2 separate regions of the Zea mays genome follow, and region 1 is linked to region 2. A link is a contact called in public Hi-C data. All regions are on one chromosome and are shown on one strand. The core of a region is the stretch at or near the end of the contact, and the rest is flanking DNA. Distances in the headings are between cores, read along the strand shown.

What was found. Hi-C and Micro-C count contacts between places; a contact is called where the count stands out from the background.
Region 1: a Hi-C map of leaf shows a contact between it and region 2, with 4 times the contacts expected there. The contact joins the promoter of LOC103645487 here to the promoter of LOC103643744 in region 2. A contact is called at or near these places in 2 of 25 Hi-C or Micro-C datasets (both in leaf).

What each region holds. Positions count from the first base shown.
Region 1 is chr1:262,005,403-262,009,948 of Zm-B73-REFERENCE-NAM-5.0, forward strand. It overlaps LOC103645487 (putative AP2/EREBP transcription factor superfamily protein), which reads right to left and starts at 2,964. Exons shown (of 1, transcript XM_008668529.2): 1 at 1,680-2,964. The coding sequence starts at 2,964. The coding sequence ends at 1,708.
Region 2 is chr1:261,788,149-261,792,741 of Zm-B73-REFERENCE-NAM-5.0, forward strand. LOC103643744 (LOB domain-containing protein 37) reads left to right here and starts at 1,554. Exons shown (of 3, transcript XM_008666920.3): 1 at 1,554-2,150; 2 at 2,237-2,474; 3 at 3,222-4,011. The coding sequence starts at 2,291. The coding sequence ends at 3,793.

The DNA.
Region 1 (4,546 bases), core at 1,714-4,213, 220 kb after region 2:
TCGGAGGAGGCAAAAGACATGGGTGGTACTGAATTGCCGATGGGGCAATCGGCTCGTCGTCCGCTCCCACTCTGTCTCAGGTGCGAGCAAGGAGCACTGGCTTGAGTCCAGCCATACGACCTCGGTAGGACAGCTCACATCATCGCATACAACAACTCAAGGTTAGTGCTTCTACAACTCGTCATTCCTTTAGTTATATAACTTCTCTTTGAGTTCCTATAACATTGGCTTGGAATACTACAGACCCAGCTAGAAACAGATAGGAGGGAACGTCAGGAGATGGAGGCAAGGATGGCGGAGATGTTCCCGTACATGCAGAGCCTTGACATCGCACAGGGTTTCGCTCCACCACCTCCATTGTTCCCTACAGTTGACCCTGATCTGTTCCATATTACTGTGAGTATCAAAATTGTAGTTAGATGTTGGTAATGCATCAAATGTAACATATGCAATCTCTTCTCTGTGCAGGGACAATCTGGGGCGGCATCCAACAACCCTCATGGATCGCCCAGCCCATCACCGCACCAGTCCAGCCGCCCACCTCGATGAGACTTATGTTTTTAGTGTTCAGACTTATGAGATACTTGAGACTTCAGAACTTGTTGGTAATGCTGTGTTGGATACTTATGTTTGTGTTGGATACTTATGTGAGAACTTGAGACTTATGTTCTTGAGTGTTGGATACTTATGTTTGATTTATGGTCTTTGTGAGATATGTGATGTATATGTGATATCTGTGATGATTATGTGATATTTGTGTTGTATATGTGATATCTTTTGTTTGTTTGGATGGAATAGAAAAACAAATAAAAAAGGTGTATACTGGTCACTTTGCCGAGTGTTACACTCGACAAAGGACCTCTTTGCCGAGTGTCAGGATCATAGCACTCGGTAGAGAAGCAACACCTGGGCTCCGATAAAGCTTCTTTGCCGAGTGCTGTGGCCCTGGCACTCGGCAAAGAACCTGATGTCGGGCTCCGCTGGTGGACCCGTTGCCAAGTGCAGGCTGGAGACACTCGACAAAGGTAACTTCTTTGCCGAGTGTCTCCTAGAACACTCAGCAAAGGCGTCGTCTCCGTCACTCGGCGCCGTGACGACCGCTTTTCTTTGCCGAGTACCGACTGGCACTCGGCAAAGGCAAAGAAGTTGATGTACTGTTCGCCGAGCTCTCTTTGCCGAATGTCAAAGCCCACGATTCCGGTAGTGAATGTTAGACAAAAAGACTCTTTGTCAAGTGTCTTTTTTTGTGAGAGCATGGTTAGGATCTAGGCAAACCACATGTTTGCCGAGAGCCTTTCTTTGTGGAGTACTGCACTCAACAAATTACCTCTTTATTTGTCAAGTACCCAATGTTTTGCCCTCATAAATAGATTTGCACGCGGTAAAGAACGTGTCTCCGATAGTGATTATATGAACTGTTGTAAGAACATTGCAACATTGTTGTAACCATGTTGATAATTAAGCCAATCATAGTTAAATTGGAATCTTATTGATTATCTGGAAGTAAAAACGTCACTTACTGGCACTGTGAAATGATCAATTGATTATAGGAAATATTAAGCCAAACTATGTGACCATAAAATAAAGGGCCTTCTGATCATCTGATGTATCTACCCTAACGTCTATCGTGTGGCAAATAATATCACAAACAATAATTCTAATACTCAATAATGGTTAAATCTTAACGTGCGTCTACGACAACAAACTTCAGTAGATCGGAGGCAGATCAAGGGAGCTCCAGAGAAGCATGTCGCTGTCTACTGCTTTCGCCTCCTGCGGCGGAGGGTTGTTGGCTGCTTCCGGCGAAGAGCTCGTTGCTTCCGACGAGAAGCTGTTGCTGCAGCTGGAGCATTCCTCATGGCCGACGACGTTACCTTCCGTGTCTTTTACTTCTAGTCTTTGCTCTTGTTCCTGCTGCTGCCTTTTGCTCCTGCACGCGTCCCTCAGGCCTGAGAGCGCCAGCTCGTGCTTTGCAGCAGTGGCGTGGTCGTCACCGTCGCCGACGCGCATGCGGAGGCACTCCGACACCCCGCTGAGCGCGTAGAGCGACGCGGAGATCTTCCTCTCGTACTTCATCCTCTTCATGACCTCGTGGATCGCGGCTGATGGCTCGCCGGCGCCCTCGCTGCCATAAGTAGGCAGCGGCTGCATCTCTACCGCGTCGACGTCGCCCAGGTCGGCTGCCACCATTTCGAACGGCGAATACAGCCCCGCCGCGCCGTCAGCGTCACCGCCAGCTGGTGACGGGCGCTTGTCCATGAACCCAAAGTCCAGCGGTGCGTCGGTGTCGTCGACCTCCTTGCAGGCCACCACCACCTCCCCCTCGTCGCCGTCGTCCTCCGTCTCTTGGGAGCAGGTGGACCCCTCCTCGTGCTTCACGACGACGCCGTGCTCGTCGCTGGTGCTGTCGTAGCTGAGGAAGTCGTCGACCTGGAAGCTATACTCCTCTGGGCCGCCGCCGCCGCCGCCGCCGTAGCCTTGCTGGTGGTGCTGCGCTGGCGCCTCCCGTGTGACACCGACAGCGCTTGCACCGCGTGCTTTCTTGAGGTGGAGGAGGAGGAGGTTGGTGACCTTGGACGGCAGAGCGGACGGCGCTGCAGGCGCCACCAGCTGGTGGTGGGGCGGCGCCATGGCAGCAGCAACGGCGGGGACGGCGGCGGCGCGGGGCCAGAAGTTGGTGCGGGTGTTGGAGCCGCGGAGGAGGCAGGCGGCCTCGTCGTAGGCCCGGGCGGCCTCCTCGGCCGTGTCGAAGGTGCCGAGCCACACCCGGATCTTCTGTATGGTGTCCTTGATCTCGGCCACCCACCGACCAGAGGGCCGCTGCCGCACGCCGACGAACCGCTTCCGTGCCCGCTGCACTGCCGCCACCGCTCCCACGGCCGCCGCTGGCGCAAAGCAGTTGGCCGTAGCAAGGCAATGATTGTCGTCGGCCAAGCTGGGACACGCCTTGCGCTTGAGTGCCATGGGTACGACGAATGGAGGTGGTGGTGAAATACTTTGTGCTCTGCTGCTGCCAGGTATATGTATATATGCTATGACTATGAGCATGAGATGGGTGCGCAGAGTATAAATAATGGTGCGGACTGCGGGAGCAAGAGCTCTGAGAGGAGGAAGAAGAGAGACGGAGGATGCATGAAGTGGCTCTTGTTGCTTGTGCAAATAGTGAACGCGTCGCTCCTGAATAATCTTCTTGATGGCTAATGCCTTGGACTCTTGGTAGCTTTACAAATGGAAGAGGCGCTGCTGAGGACTTACGTGATATATAAGCCCGGGGTTTGCTGATTAATCGATATATAAGTAGTGTTTTGACTGATATATATATATAAAGTTCCTTGCTCCGAAAGTTAACACGGTCTGGACAGACACCATTTAATTTGGCTTAGAGGTGGTCAATCGGGCCGCCCGATCCGTTTTGGGCCTGGCCCACTAGGTACAGTTAGAAAACCGGGTCGGGCCATCTAAGCCCGCGGGTTTGTTTTTCTGTCCAAGCCCGGTCCGCAGCGGGCCTAAAAGGGCCAGGCCGACCCCGTTTAGCACGAAAAAAGCGGGTCGAAAAACGGGCTAAGCGAGCCAGTAAACATGGTTTAGTGCAAAAAAAACGGGCTTAGAGGTAAACGGGCCATGCCTAGTTTCATGTCCGAGCTTAACCCGCTTATTCGGGTCGGTCCGGACCCGCATAGAACCGGGTCGTGCCGGGCTCGGATCGGGCCCAAACAACGGGCTTCGTGTCGAGCTCGCGGGCCTCGTGTTTATTTGCCATCTATAATTTGGCTTGACCAAATATGTATTTGGGAGTGGACACAGAGAGCAATTCAGTGTTGTTTATATATGCATATAGACTGTGCTAACACTAAGTTCCCACAAAGCGGAGAGGAGAGGTCGATGGCGGCAGACCGGCAGCAACGTGAGGGAAGGGGTTGACACGGCGGCAACGGCGCGCGAGTGAGGGGAGGGGTGGCAGTGACGTGAGGGAGAGATGAAAAGATGGATAATCTAAATAATATTGTCCATTTGATTGGAGTAGGAGAGAGGGGTTATCTAGCAATCTGAACCGTTGGTTGCTACTCGATGTCTTATTGTTTCCAAAACTGGTTGTAGACTTGTGGTAACCGTTTTTCCCTTTAAAATTTATTAGAGCATGCATAAATATGTGAATTCGAATGTTCGATAAAATATATGTATGTTACGTGAACACGTACTCATTAAAGTCATCTTCTGCGTCTCCCGTTCCTGATGACCTCCATTTGGGACTCACTTAACACTTTGAATCGTTTATTTCAATCCCACTCATGTTGAGCGTGACGGAGAGAAGACGTACGCGGTATATGCCACTCATATTGAGCAGAATAATTCAGCATAGCATATATCTGCACGGATGCACATCTGAATTTATTCATTATCAGCATATTGACACTAGCTTGGTTTATTAGTAACGATGATGCGACTATCAGCCAAGCATGGGGAAGAAAGTAAGGAGAAGAAAGGGCCCTGGCGTACGTCTCTATTACGTTTTGAAGCTTTGACAAGGTCCGTAATATACGTCCAA
Region 2 (4,593 bases), core at 304-2,803:
CTCTACACGATTCTCATTACATATTATTTATTAACTGCGTTTATGATCGAGGGACTCAGAGTTGTACCATACAATTTGTTAAACGTCTCTTATACCTAGAAAACTAAAACATGGTCTCAGGGTTGTACATGCCCTTGAAACAATGCCAACCCGTTTTCAAGGTACCGGAAAACTGCGTGAAACCATCATTAAGAATAATTTGTTTCGTCTCTATCTATTTCATCTATTCCTATTGACTACTCCATCCGTCCCAAAGTATAAGTCGTTCCAAGCTTCTTGGCGAGTCAAAGTATTTTCAAGTTTGACCAAATTTATACAATGAAGTAAACATTTAAGATATCAAATGTATATCATTAGATTTCTCCATTAAATATATTTTTTATACTATATATATTCTGTGGCATAAATCTTTATGATTCCCGTTATACTTTTAAACTTTAAAAATCTTTGAGTCTCCAATTTTTTTAGAATGACTTATATTTTAGGACGAATGCATAACGAAGAGCAGCATCCCATCATATCCTATCCTGGTATTCATAATTCTTATGCCTTTCTCTCCAATAAACTGTACAAGACAGACAGCGATAGCTCCCGGGATTGAACGGGCGGGCCGCGGGCGGTTCTGTGGCCCCCGAGCCCCGACCGCGCCGGCCTGCTTGTAAAGCTCTCGTTGCCTTGTTGGCTTGGTTGCCGTCGACGGGTGGGCGGCGATGAGCCATGCGCTGCGACGGTGGGGTGGGGTGTGGTGTGGTGTGGTGCATATTTTTATTCAGACCACAAGCAAGAAAGAAAGAAAGGGTGGCCGAGGCCAGGGCCGGGACCGGGAAAATTAAACCCGGGAGCGCGCGGCGCGGCGAGGACTGAAAAGGATGTGAATCTGATGCGGCAAGGAGGCGGTGCCGCCACGGATTCCGTTCCGTTCCGTTCCGCGGCGTACGTCACGCCGCACCACCGGCACACACACGCACGCCTGCCACTCGCTCTCTCTCTCTCTCATCACAGTTCCACACCCACTGACCCACCCTCGAGCCGTCCGACCGAATTAACAACGTACTGCGCTCGATGCGAAGGCGCTGATCGAGGTCTTGGCCAGCCAGCCTCCGAGCAAGTTGCGGCTTGGTAGGACCAGCAGTAGCTGCTGGCTCCATATGTATGAGATGGGAAGAAACAAAAGAAAAACGCAGCGAGATGGCCGAAAGGCAACCGCCGGCAAGTTGCATGCGAGCAGGACTAGGACCTGCGGCGTGCGTGATGAGCGCGCCAGGTACGTGGTGGGAGGCGCCAACGACCGAGGAGCGAGGATACGTACGATGCAGAGGTGAGCTGGGGGGGGGGGGGGGGGGGGGGGGGGTGAAGGGCCGGGAGAGAGAGGGTGGCTCCGGGGGGCCGGGGCCGGTTTGAGGTGGCGGCGATGGCAACGCCAGCCAGCGAGCGACCTCAGCCCTTGGAGGCAGCCAAGGGGCGGCGGCCCCATCTTATTCATATCTATCTCTGCATATATATTTTTTAAACAATTTTGGACCATGCCCCACCCGCACCGCGCGCGTCGCTTTCCGGCGCCTTGCCTTGCCCTTGAGTCGTCTGCTCTGCTCACTCCTCCTCCGCCTTTGTTCCTATCCATTCACATCCTCCTGTCCTTCCGCGGCCCAGAGCCCCGCCAAAACGGCCGCACTGACATGCTCGGATCCTCTGCAGCTGCGTCCGTGTGTTACCCTTTCTCCCCTCATGGCGTGGCAGGTCCAGCAAGACGCCGGGAGATGGGATCAGAGCACGGAGGATCCTGTAGGGGACGCGACAATGGGGGGCAGACAGTGGGGTGTTGCGGCAACACGTAGGCGCCAACCGCCAAAGTCATTGGAGCACAACCCCCAATTTCTCCTTCCTCGAATCGAACCTTTTAATTGTGCCTCCTGGTGCGGGTGCCTCTTCCTCTTCCTCTTGCTCTTTGCTCCAGCCTCCAGCTAGCTTCGTCTATATAAGCAACCAGCCATCAGCCTTCCTTCTCTCCTAGCTAGCTACTAGTACCTGTCCTGCTGTCCTTCACATACATCTATCCATCGGTTTCTCAGCTGCTGCTGCATACACACCTCGGCCGCCGCCATCGTCGTCGCCTAGCTAGCTCTGCTCCTGGGTCGTGCGCCTCCATCGCCGTACGTTCGATCGAGCACAGCACGGCCGGCCGGTGGGCGCACGCGCACGCGTTAGCTTATACTACATTAAACGTACGAGACTGCAGGAGCTAGCGAGCAACGGCGTGCCGATCGATCGATCGACAGAGCGGGGCAGATCGATGAGCTGCAACGGCTGCCGCGTCCTGCGCAAGGGCTGCAGCGACGCCTGCGTGCTCCGCCCCAGCATCGACTGGATCCACGGCGCGCAGCCGCAGGCCAACGCCACCGTCTTCGTCGCCAAGTTCTTCGGCCGCGCCGGCCTCGTCGCCTCCCTCGCCGCAGTCCCGCTGCACCACCGCCCAGGTAATTAATGCATGCATGCATGCCGTCCACCACACGTCTACACCCCGGCCCGGCCCTATATGTTGCAAGATTATCGTTACTCACACGTATACATAGATAGATAAATAGATATAGGTCCTGTTTGGCACAGCTACTGCTTGTTGAAAAAGCAGCTTATCTGATAAGCTGGTGAAAAGCAGCTTCTGCTTGTTGGCTGTTTTTAGTGTATTCTGAGAAGCAGCTGAACTGATAAGCTACTGCAGAAGCTAGCTGTTTGGCAAAACTTCTGCTTAAATTTGTGAAGAAGCTGAAAATAAGCTGTACCAAACAGGGCCATAGTTAGGTGACGTTTTTTTTACCACTATAGGAGCTTAGGTTATGTTATCTATAGACCAACAATTTTATATTATCTTGAAGAAGAGAACAACATGACCTATTGACACAGCAGCAGCAGCAGCTACCAAAATGTTTTCTTTATGGCGCTAGCTACGCGGCCTTTCGACGCTCTCATGGGACAAAAATAAAGAAAAAGGTCGTCACCCACTCACCCGTCACAGATATGCTACATAATTATTGGGATCTAATTCTACTATTACTATAATTCCAACCCCTTTTTTTGGTTAGCGGTAATATTTTTTATTTACCAACAGCGCGCACCAGTACTAATAATAACATCATCGTCGTCTTCAAGTTCTGACTTGGAACCATGCATGCGACTCCTACTAACGTAACCATGCTGGAACTGTGCGGACAAACAATACAATGCAGCCCTCTTCCGGTCCCTGCTGTACGAGGCCTGCGGGCGGACCATCAACCCGGTGAGCGGCGCCATCGGGCTCATGTGGACGGGCAACTGGGACCTGTGCCAGGCCGCCGCGGACGCCGTGCTCCGCGGCGAGTCGCTGCGCGCGCTCTCCGCCGTCCCCGCCGCGTTCACGGACCGCGACATGGACGGGCTCTACGGCAGCGTCGGCGGCCTGGTCGCCGCCGCCGCCGCCGCCGCGTCGCCCGAGAACTCCTCCTCCTCCGCGCCGTCCACAACGAAGCGCAGGAACGCGAACGGCGGCTCCAGCAACAACGCCGTCCCTGCGGCCGCGGCCTCTCACCACCGCCCGCCGCCGCCGGCTGCTGCCGCTGCTGGGCTGCTGCTGCAGTCGTCGTGCCACCAGCTCGACCTCTGCCTGACGCCAGCGCTGTCGCCGCCGGGCGCCGGGCCGCGGGGCTGCGCCGCCGGCGCGTCCGACGAGTACTCGGCCACGACCACGTGCGAGGACCAGACCGGTGATCACGGACACGGAGAGCCCAGGCCTCCCCCGCCGCTGCTAAACCTCTTCAACTGAACTGACTGACTGACGGGTGACTGTGCAGAGAGCGAGGGTTCTTCAGGGGCAGGGTGTACGTGTGGTAATTAAGTAAAGAAGAAACCCGTCAATTAGCGCTGTTAATAGGATGGATTTTTTTTTATATTTTCGGAGGCGATCCCATGATTCGAATTCGAACACCAAGTTATAATTTCTGTGTTTTAGCTAAATGCAATTTTCAGAAGATGAAAAAAAAACGATAAAGAAATCCACAATAATATGAAACGATAAATGATCTGGACGCAACATTTGTCTCTAGTCTAGTCTAGTTAAGACACACGTACGCTAAAAAAAACATAAGGAGACCAGGTCAACCAATCACCTCATGGCGATTGATATCGTTCTGATATTGCTGGGCTGTTTGTTCGTTCTTCTCGCCTACCGATGGTGATGCAAAACCAGACATGGTGACCGTGCAGGATTCGCTATACAGGATATATATATTTGTCCGATACTGTTGGGCTATTTGTTTTTTTTGTCGTGTACATTTGATGATGGAGAAAACATACTTGGTGGACTATTTGTTATTTATGGTATTTGTCTTATATTGCATTGTTGGACTATTTGTTTTTTTCTCTCTCTTGTCTACCGATGGTGATGAAATAAAAAACATAATGACATTGCGGTCATAATCCGCTATATATGTCATCTGTCCGATATTGTTGGGCTATTCGTTTTTCCTCTGGTGTACTGATAGTGATGGAAAAATATACATATAGTACATGTTTGGTTGTCCGCATCCAAGTAGCCAAGCTTGAATGTATAGATGCAGCTCCAGT